3 separate regions of the Mus musculus genome follow, and regions 1 and 2 are each linked to region 3. The links are chromatin contacts, called in public promoter capture Hi-C maps. All regions are on one chromosome and are shown on one strand. The core of a region is the stretch at or near the end of the contact, and the rest is flanking DNA. Distances in the headings are between cores, read along the strand shown. Region 1 holds the start of 2410003I16Rik (a long non-coding RNA gene). Region 2 holds the start of Hlcs (holocarboxylase synthetase (biotin- [propriony-Coenzyme A-carboxylase (ATP-hydrolysing)] ligase)). Region 3 holds the start of Atp5o (ATP synthase, H+ transporting, mitochondrial F1 complex, O subunit).

Region 1 (2,938 bases), core at 351-2,850, 2.1 Mb after region 3:
GGGAAAATAGCCAGAGGAAAGTCAAGGCAGTGAGGCGGTTCCGGGAAGAAATACAGTTGGTGGAAGGGGTGGCATCGATCGATGGATCGATGATTGTATTAGAGAAGGATGAGATCAGAAGTGGCCAGAGAGGCAGCTCTGTCCAGGTGGCAAGAAGAAACGCACACACAAGAAGTGTCTCCTTAGGTGAGTGGGGAAGACACAGCAAGGCTGAGAGGGAAAGACAGAGAGACTGAAAGTAAAGATTAACTTGTAAATGACTTTATTGCCAGGGGAATTGTCCCCCATCACCTGGTCACTGCCCAGGTCACCTCCATGGTGTGTTCATCTCCACTGAAGCCTGGGGTCTAGATAGGTCTTGTCCAGCAGAAGACAAGACTCACATTAGTCCACACTTGCTTAAGGCTGGGCATGCACACTGCTTCCCGTTTCTTCAGCCACTCGGTCTACCTACTACCCAAGCTTATCAATACCACATGCACAAGACACTTTGGTATAAGAGACTCCACCCTGGCACCAGGGAAAGGCAGGCAGATTGTGAAGCTAAGCAGCCTGCAGGCACACGGGCCAGCTGGGTCCCAGCTCTGTTCCCCATTATGAATGACCTTGCATATGTGTCTTGTGCCTGTTTTGATCTTTAAAGTGAGCTTAGAAATACTGACAGACAAGGACCTGGAGAGTGCTTCGTGGGTAAACTGTCGTGCAAGCATAAAGAAAAAGCTGAGCATGGCTATGCATGCCTGTCACCCCCGGGTGGGTGGGTGCAGGGAGACAAATTCCGGAGCTCGACCAACCGGCAGCCAAGCTGGCTCAGTGAGAGACCCTCTCTCAAAAAGTAAGGTGGCTAGCAACTGAGGGGGACACTTGATATTGATCTCCACAGACAGCGCACAGGTGCACAGGCTAGCTGAGGAGCACAGACTAACTCATACATGCACATATACTAATTAAAGTCCCTCAGAGAGTCAATAGTGTGGTTCGACTTCAAGACCATTCCCTAAACAGAGTACCCCCTTGGCAGTGGGTTTTTTTTTTTTTTCCTGTCTATTTAGGTCTCCAGCTAACGAAATGAGGCCACCTACATCATGGGCATAATGCCCTCTGCTGTCTACTGTATCGATTTAACTGTGCTGGCTAGTTTTTATGTCAACTCAACACAAGCTAGAGTCACCTGAAAGGAGGGAGCCTTGATTAAGAAAGTGCCTCGGTAAGATTCAGCTACAGGGGATATCTTGATTAGTGATTGATGGGGGAGGGCCCAGCCCATTGTGGGCGGGGCCATCTCTGGGCTGATGGTCCTGGTTCTATAAGAAAGCAGGCTGAGCAAACCATGGCGAGCAAGCCAGTAAGCAGCACCCTTCCACGGCCTCTGCATTAACCCCTGCCTCCAGGTTTCTGCCTGCCCTGAGACAGAAACAAACATTCTCACAGAAACATCCAGGATAACTTTTGGACTCATATCTGGATCATGCCCAACCAAGTTGACACACAGAATGAACTGTCCCCAAGGCATGTTTGCCCATGTGACCCCAATAACGAGCTCTATGCTTGTTTGTCTTTAGGGACCGTGTGTTTAAGGAAACAATTTCTTTACTGAATGGTGCTTCATTTGGTAGACCATTCTTTGGGACTGTTGTTCCTCCCAACACCCTCTGGGAACTATGTGCAACGGCAAACAGCTGAGAAGACAAGGAGGCCCAGGCTAGGTGGCCAGGCAGGTGCCTGATGCTGCTGAGATGACAAGGAGGCCCAGGCTAGGTGGCCAGGCAGGTGCCTGATGCTGCTGAAAAGACAAGGACTCTTCCCCACCCCACCTCACCCATGTTAGGTGGCCAGGCAGGTGCCTGACACTGCTGTCCTCTGGGGAGGTGTAAAATTTCCATTAGAAAAATGCAAGGAGGCTGGCCCTGGTGGCACAAACCTTAAATCCCAGCACTCAGGATGGAGAGACCGGCAGATCTCGGAGTTTCAGGCTAGTTAGAACTACGCAGTAAGACCCCGTCTCAAAAACAAACAAACGAGCAAGAAGACGAAAAAGGAGGAGGAAGAGAACTAAGGTGAGGAGGAGAAGAAGAAAGGAAAAAGGAACGCACCAGGCAAACGGGAAGAGGGTGAGCCGGTGCAGCAGGCCCTCGAGGACTGACCACGGTGTGAGATGGATAGCAGGCAGGGTGATGGATGAAGACACCAGCCTGTAGCTAGCTTGAAGAAGGGGCAGACATATATCTGAGCTATAAATCTCAGAAGGAGAAGCAGAGATTAGGAGCGAGAAACAGGGGCTGAGCTGTGCTTTCTGAGTGAACACACTGAAGAAGGGGGAGATTTGCACCACTGCAGCAGACTTTTTTTTTTTTTTTTTTTTGTCTTTTACTCTGAAGTGCCAAGAACTGGAAGAGGAAGTATGTTGCTGCGCTGCAGAGTTGCCGTGGCAATGGGTCAGCAGCAGAAAGAAACAGGTTGGGAGAAAGGCTCCATTTCTGCGCGGGGGTAGGGGGGGTAGGGGACAAGGGGGGGCTAGAGGGGGCAGGAGACAGGATGAGGAACAGATGGGGAAAGCAGTCACTGAAGTCACAGAGGCAGCAGGAGAGTGAAGTAAAAACCAGGCTGGATCGTGGGGGAGGGACATGAGGGGGGGGGTGATGTCGGGGCGGGGGGTGCAGAAATTACACCCAAAGTCAAATGTGGTCCTCAGTTTCTGCTCGCCTCCCCCTTCCCTACCTATGCGTTTCAAGGCATCCTAGTGTGTTTTGTGAGGTTTCTTATTGCTAATCCGACATTCACCACTTTGTCTTTGACCCAGGTTCTGCCCTCAACAGACCATCTGTTAGGAAGGGACCTTAAATCTCCAAGAAAGGAAGTCTCTAGAGATAGGACATTCCATTCTGTTGGAGTTTAAATTTGGTCCCAGAGCAACAAGACCTGCTTTGGAGCCTCCAAA
Region 2 (2,700 bases), core at 45-2,544, 2.4 Mb after region 3:
CTCTACTCTGATATAAACCTCAAAGACTTTGTTTTAAATAAAGGCTTTGTTTTAAATAATCAGCTTAGAGACTGCCACAGTGGAAAAGTCCACCATTGGTGATTATTCTTTGTGATGTCTCTTAAATGGTTTAAGAGAACTGAGCCCAGATATTCTAAGAGGGGCAGATCTGTGTGCACTGCACCTTCCTTGCGCCAGGTGGTACTAGTCATGTCTATTCCTACAGCTGTAAGCTTGGGAAGCCTGAGAGATCTCGGTGTGTAATTCACACTGTATTCTTCTTTAGATTCATTTAATTTTATGTGTACAGCTGTCCCGCCCCCACGTGTGTACGTGCGCCATCTGCATTCCTTGGACTCTCTGGAACTGGAGTCACAGATGGTTAGGAGCCACCATGTGGGGACTTGGAACTAACTAGACATGGATGCTCTGCAAGAGCAACAAGTGTCCTTAACCACTGAACCATCCTCAATCCCCACACGGTGTTTCTTAGAGTGCTTTCTTTGTTAGTTCCCTAGAAGCACGATTCCATCCTCATTACTAAGCAGCTTGACAAAAATATTCACCCTGAAGTAAGATTATGATTCTCGTATCGGTGTTAGGGTTTGACATCTACGGGGGAAAAAAAACTCTCAGTTTAGTGCTGAAAGTGAGGCAGATTTCCAGAAGGAAGCGGAAAGGGCAGAGACGGCTGAAAAGCAAAACACTGAATGGTGTTCACGGAAACAAGTGTGTCCAGAAGTGTATGGTAGGAAGTGCACTGTGAAGTCAGGTCCCTTGCCTGCAGCCGACCTGTGCAAACGGCCAGAGTGCCCCCTTCCCAGTGAGGGGCAGCGGCCATCACCCTCCGACAGGACCAGAAGCTAGCCCACGGGAACACTAGGTGCCACGAGGGATGTCCGGGATGTGCCTGCTGCAGCTGCAGGACCGGAGACACCAGGGAGGGGCAGCTGGCCCGCGGCCCACAGGTCACAGCAGGGCTTCCCGGGCTCCCGTGCACGCGTGGGCTGTGCGAGCCGAGCTGCAGCCGAGCCCCGTCCACGCGGCGACCCCGCCCGCCGCCCACCTGGCTCTCGCCGACGCAGAAGACGCGGCCGCCCTGGCTCAGGCACACGCGCGCGTCCCTGGGCTGCGCGGCCGCGCGGCAGAAGGTGAAGGAGCAGCGCGAAGCACGCAGCCGCCGCACCGTGGACAGCACCAGCGCGGCCGGCCGGCGCCCCCAGCGCGCCCACAGGTACAGGTAGCACAGCGTGATGAGCATGGCCGGCGCCCGCGCCCGGCTCGCGCCAGGCCCCGCCCCGGCCGGAAGCGAGGCTTCGGGAGTGTGGAGTGCGCGTGCGCTGCAGGAGGGGGGCTGAGGGCGGAGCGGGTGTGCGGGGCAAGGAAGGATGCAGGAGAGGGATGCGCTAGAGGTGGAAGGATGCAGCAGGCTGGGTAGCATCTGGGGGCGCCAGGACCATGGAGAGGGTGCCTCGGGTAAAGAGAGGCTACAGGAATGGAAAGGGCAGGCAGGACTGAAGATGGCATTGGAAGAGAGGTCACTGTCTGGTCTCAGGAGGCTGGCTTTTCCAAGAGGGGCTGGGGGAAAGGTGAGCCAGGAGATTGAAGGTGTGCTCTGGAGATGGAGAGACCTGGGCTGCAGAACTAGAGTGAACTGGGGAGGTGAGAGGGGCTGTGCTAGGGACATACAGGGACAGGGGCAGAGTAGTGAGGGGCTGGGAAAGTATTGGGGGGGAGGGAGCAGAGAGGGTGAGGGAGGTGGATAGCCTGATCAAGTCAAAGTTCAGCCTCCATTCCTTGAGGGTGGGGATGAGTGAGGCACTGGGCCTAAGTTTATATCAACAGCCAGTATTTGCGAACTATCAACACATTACAAATCAGAGAACTGACAAGACTGACGGCCTCTACCCGACCCAGTTGGTAAATCAGGTGAAGCTGTTTTATTAGATCATGCTAAACCTTCAAAAAGTGCTATTGGGTAAATTACATGGATTCATATGAAGAACACACACACACACAAAAAAAAAAAAAAAAAAAAAAAAAAAAAAAAAAACCCGAGGTATTCCCACTACATGTCTGTTACCGGTTTAACTGTGGGCATCCTGAGCCCAGTGGAAGGAGGGAACATCAGTTATGATTCCCAGAGGGCCTGTCCCAGGGGAAGCAAAATTCTCCCAGCAATTAAAAACAGCAGCTTTCTTCCCCAGAGCCTCCCATCCACAATAACTCTGAACAAACAATTTGTAGTTGCTTGCTGCCCTGACCCTTGCTCCCGAACTGCAAACAAGCAGCATAATGTGTTAACAACAGTCAGGTACACTGGCCATGGATCTGCTCATCTCAAATGGCCACTCACTCTGCAGTGGTGGCGCATGCCTTTAGTTCCAGCGCTTGGGAGGCAGAGGCAAGCTAATCTCTGTGTTCGAGGCCAGACTGGTCTATAGAGTGAGTTCCAGGACAGCTGGGGCTACACAAAGAAACTGTGTCTGGAAAAGAAAAAAGAAGTCCACTCACAGAACCTCAGCCTTGTGGTCAGATGGTGTAGCAACAACAGATTTAGCAGGAGGGTCCAGGAAGAAATGACTGGGCTCATGAGGAAGGTACATGTCACTGAGGACGGGAGGGCGGGCTGTATTGAGGGGAAGGCAGTCAGCTTTCCCTAGTGGAAGTGGCTCCCTGCAAGGCACTAATTACTACCAA
Region 3 (2,700 bases), core at 114-2,613:
TTAATTACACACTTCAACGTATTTCTGTTCAACTCACTCTTTCATTGTTTTCCAAACACACACACACAAATAAGTAAGCTGACATACCCTTACAAGCTTGGCAAAGGGCCTGACCACAGATGTACTGAAGCTCCGAACCTTTAGAACAAAAGAAAACAGATCAGACAGGGTTTCTGCATTAGCTTAGCAATGTGTTAAAATAATCTAATCAAATACTTGCGCAATTCCTTTCTATCATCACACAGGTTATATGAGTGGGAGCTGCTCTTTGTTATACACTCCCTATTGAGAATCACCCCAAATCCCTCCAGAAACTGCCTTCCCAACACCTTCCTCCCTGGATAGCTGAGAGAGAAAAGCTGCTAACTTCCCAAAGTGGAATTTTTCAAAATAATTAAGAGCTTTATCACATTTGGGAAGAATGCTTTATGAAAGCGGAGGATTTATATTACATCACCTTTGAGAAAAACTTTAATGAACATGAAATGAGTCCAGTCTTAATTCAAGGAAACCTACTTGCTTAGGAACTGAAATGCTATCTAAGACCAAAGATCTCTTGATACAGCACCAGGCTTCAGGCACTGTGTCTGTCACTGGAGCAGCCTGGAATCCAGTTTAAAAAGCGTTTTGCGAGGGCACAGGTCACAGTCATATACTACTCTCTCTAGACTAGAATGTACTCGATTGGAACTGGCTATGAGGGTTAAAAAACTTTCTAACGCCTTAGTAATAATTCTGTATGGTGCAGATGAAAACCATGACGGCTGTCGATACAAAATTATCATGGCAGATGACCCAGGCACGTATTTTTTTCCACCCAATTCCAGGTTCTGCTGGACTTGGCCTGTTGCAAGCTCGCCATCACTCACCAGCTGCCAGCCAAAGGGGAGACGTTTAGCCCTTCCCCCCTTCTTTATAAACACAGGGGATGCGCTTTTCCAACACTCAAAATCCTAAGCAGCAGGCAGCCCTTAGGTTTACCAGCAAGGACAGGCATGTACTCTCCCCAGTGCTCTCTCCCATGCCCTTGCCAGCTGCTCCGCTATGCAGTGAGTCCTGGATGTCAAGGTCAAGACAGAGAAATCCGTGCCCACTCCCCACGGGGACGAAACGCGGATCCGCCCCACGCTGCCTGCAGTCGCCGGGCCCCACGACCCTGGGCGGGCTGCCTGACCCCTCAGCCACGGCCTCACACGCGGCGATGGGAGCCGGGGACCCGCAACCCTGGGAGGGAGCCTCCCGCCAGCTTCTACCTGTCGAGACAGTCCGGACGCTGCAGGCGCGGCCATCTTTTCCCGGGCGGCTGTAGGTCAAACCCAAATGAAAAGAGACTACTGGCGCCAGAGCGCACGCGCGCGCGCCAGCGTGATCGCTCGGCTTTCTGGGAAATGTACGCGTCAGGAGCCCGGGAGTGTGGGTAAGAACCTCTTGCATGCTGGGAGTTGTAGTCCGTACCTGCCGCGGTCCGGCTGGACTCGTGAACCGGAACCAGAAAATTAAGTCTGAAATTAGGTTTAGATTTAAACTCTTTGCACATGCATCGTCAACATCGTTGACTCGTCTTGAACCTGCCAAGTGTGCTTCTGTGGCAATGCTTCAGGCTTTACTTAAAACAAAAACCAAAAGTGAACCTACCCGGGCGCACTTCTTGGCTCTTCTGGCCATATTTTGATTACATAGGACAGTTGACAGGTGTGTTTGTGCTTTTTCTTTTTTTCTTTTTTTAGATTTCTTTATTTACTTCATGTATATGAGTATACTGTAGCTGTACAGATGGTTGTGAGCCTTCATGTGGTTGTTGGGGATTTAATTTTTGTTTTTGGATCTCTGCTCGCTCCAGCCCAAAGATTTATTATTATATTATACATAAGTACACCGTAGCTGTCTTCAGATACACCAGAAGAGGGCGTCAGATCTCATTATCGGTGGTTGTGAGCCACCATGTGGTTGCTGGGATTTGAACTCAGGACCTTCGGAAGAGCAGTTAGTGCTCTTAACTGCTGAGTCATCTTGCCAGCCCGTGTTTGTGCTTTTTATACCCACAGACTCAAAATCTATATATAATTTATCTATATATAATTTACTTTTTAATATGAGGGAAGATGGATACAGAATTATATGGGTTGCAAATACATTCTTTTAGAAATTGTTTTATGTGTTTGAGTGTTTTCCTGCATATATTCACGTGTACCATGTGTGCCTGTTGCCTTAGAGTCCAGAAAAGGACATCTAGTCTCTTGGAGCTGGAGTTAGAGGCAGTTGTGAGGTGCCAGGGGGTACTGAAACTGAGCACAGGTCCTCTGCAGGAGCAGCCAGTGCCCAACCGCTGAGCTGTCTCTCCAACCTCAGAAATACATTTTGTATAAGCAAATTTCTAAATTATGGCACTTTAATAAACATGTCCATAGCTGCAGAATAACCTACTTTGATTCTATAACTTAACCATTCTATGACTTTTCAACATAACTCACGTGGTTTATATTACTTTAATATATTACTTTAATACACATCTGAGTATCTTTAGATATACTTTTTCATAATTTCAAAAGTAGAATTTAAAAGTTGATCGAGCAGCTTGACAAGTGAGCATGAGCACATGGGCACATGAGGCAGAGCTGCTTCTCTTCGGCTTACACTCTCACTAGCTGTGTGTGGATACTTCACTCCACTGCTGCAAAATGCTTTTACGTAAGCCTAATG

The links. Promoter capture Hi-C pulls out the DNA fragments that hold promoters and counts their contacts.
Region 1: a contact with region 3 is called in a promoter capture Hi-C map of pre-B cells, with 3 times the contacts expected there. The contact joins the promoter of 2410003I16Rik here to the promoter of Atp5o in region 3. A contact is called at or near these places in 2 of 39 promoter capture datasets (the C10 cell line and pre-B cells).
Region 2: a promoter capture Hi-C map of pre-B cells shows a contact between it and region 3, with 3 times the contacts expected there. The contact joins the promoter of Hlcs here to the promoter of Atp5o in region 3. A contact is called at or near these places in 1 of 39 promoter capture datasets (pre-B cells) and 1 of 115 datasets of contacts at active chromatin or transcription factors (large pre-B cells).

What each region holds. Positions count from the first base shown.
Region 1 is chr16:94,009,055-94,011,992 of GRCm38.p6, forward strand. It overlaps 2410003I16Rik (a long non-coding RNA gene), which reads left to right and starts at 1,601. Exons shown (of 4, transcript XR_003951876.1): 1 at 1,601-2,057; 2 at 2,379-2,456; 3 at 2,801-2,938.
Region 2 is chr16:94,288,997-94,291,696 of GRCm38.p6, forward strand. Hlcs (holocarboxylase synthetase (biotin- [propriony-Coenzyme A-carboxylase (ATP-hydrolysing)] ligase)) reads right to left here and starts at 1,295. Exons shown (of 11, transcript NM_001360045.1): 1 at 1,067-1,295. The coding sequence starts at 1,261.
Region 3 is chr16:91,930,267-91,932,966 of GRCm38.p6, forward strand. Atp5o (ATP synthase, H+ transporting, mitochondrial F1 complex, O subunit) reads right to left here and starts at 1,364. Exons shown (of 7, transcript NM_138597.2): 1 at 1,254-1,364; 2 at 88-138. The coding sequence starts at 1,289.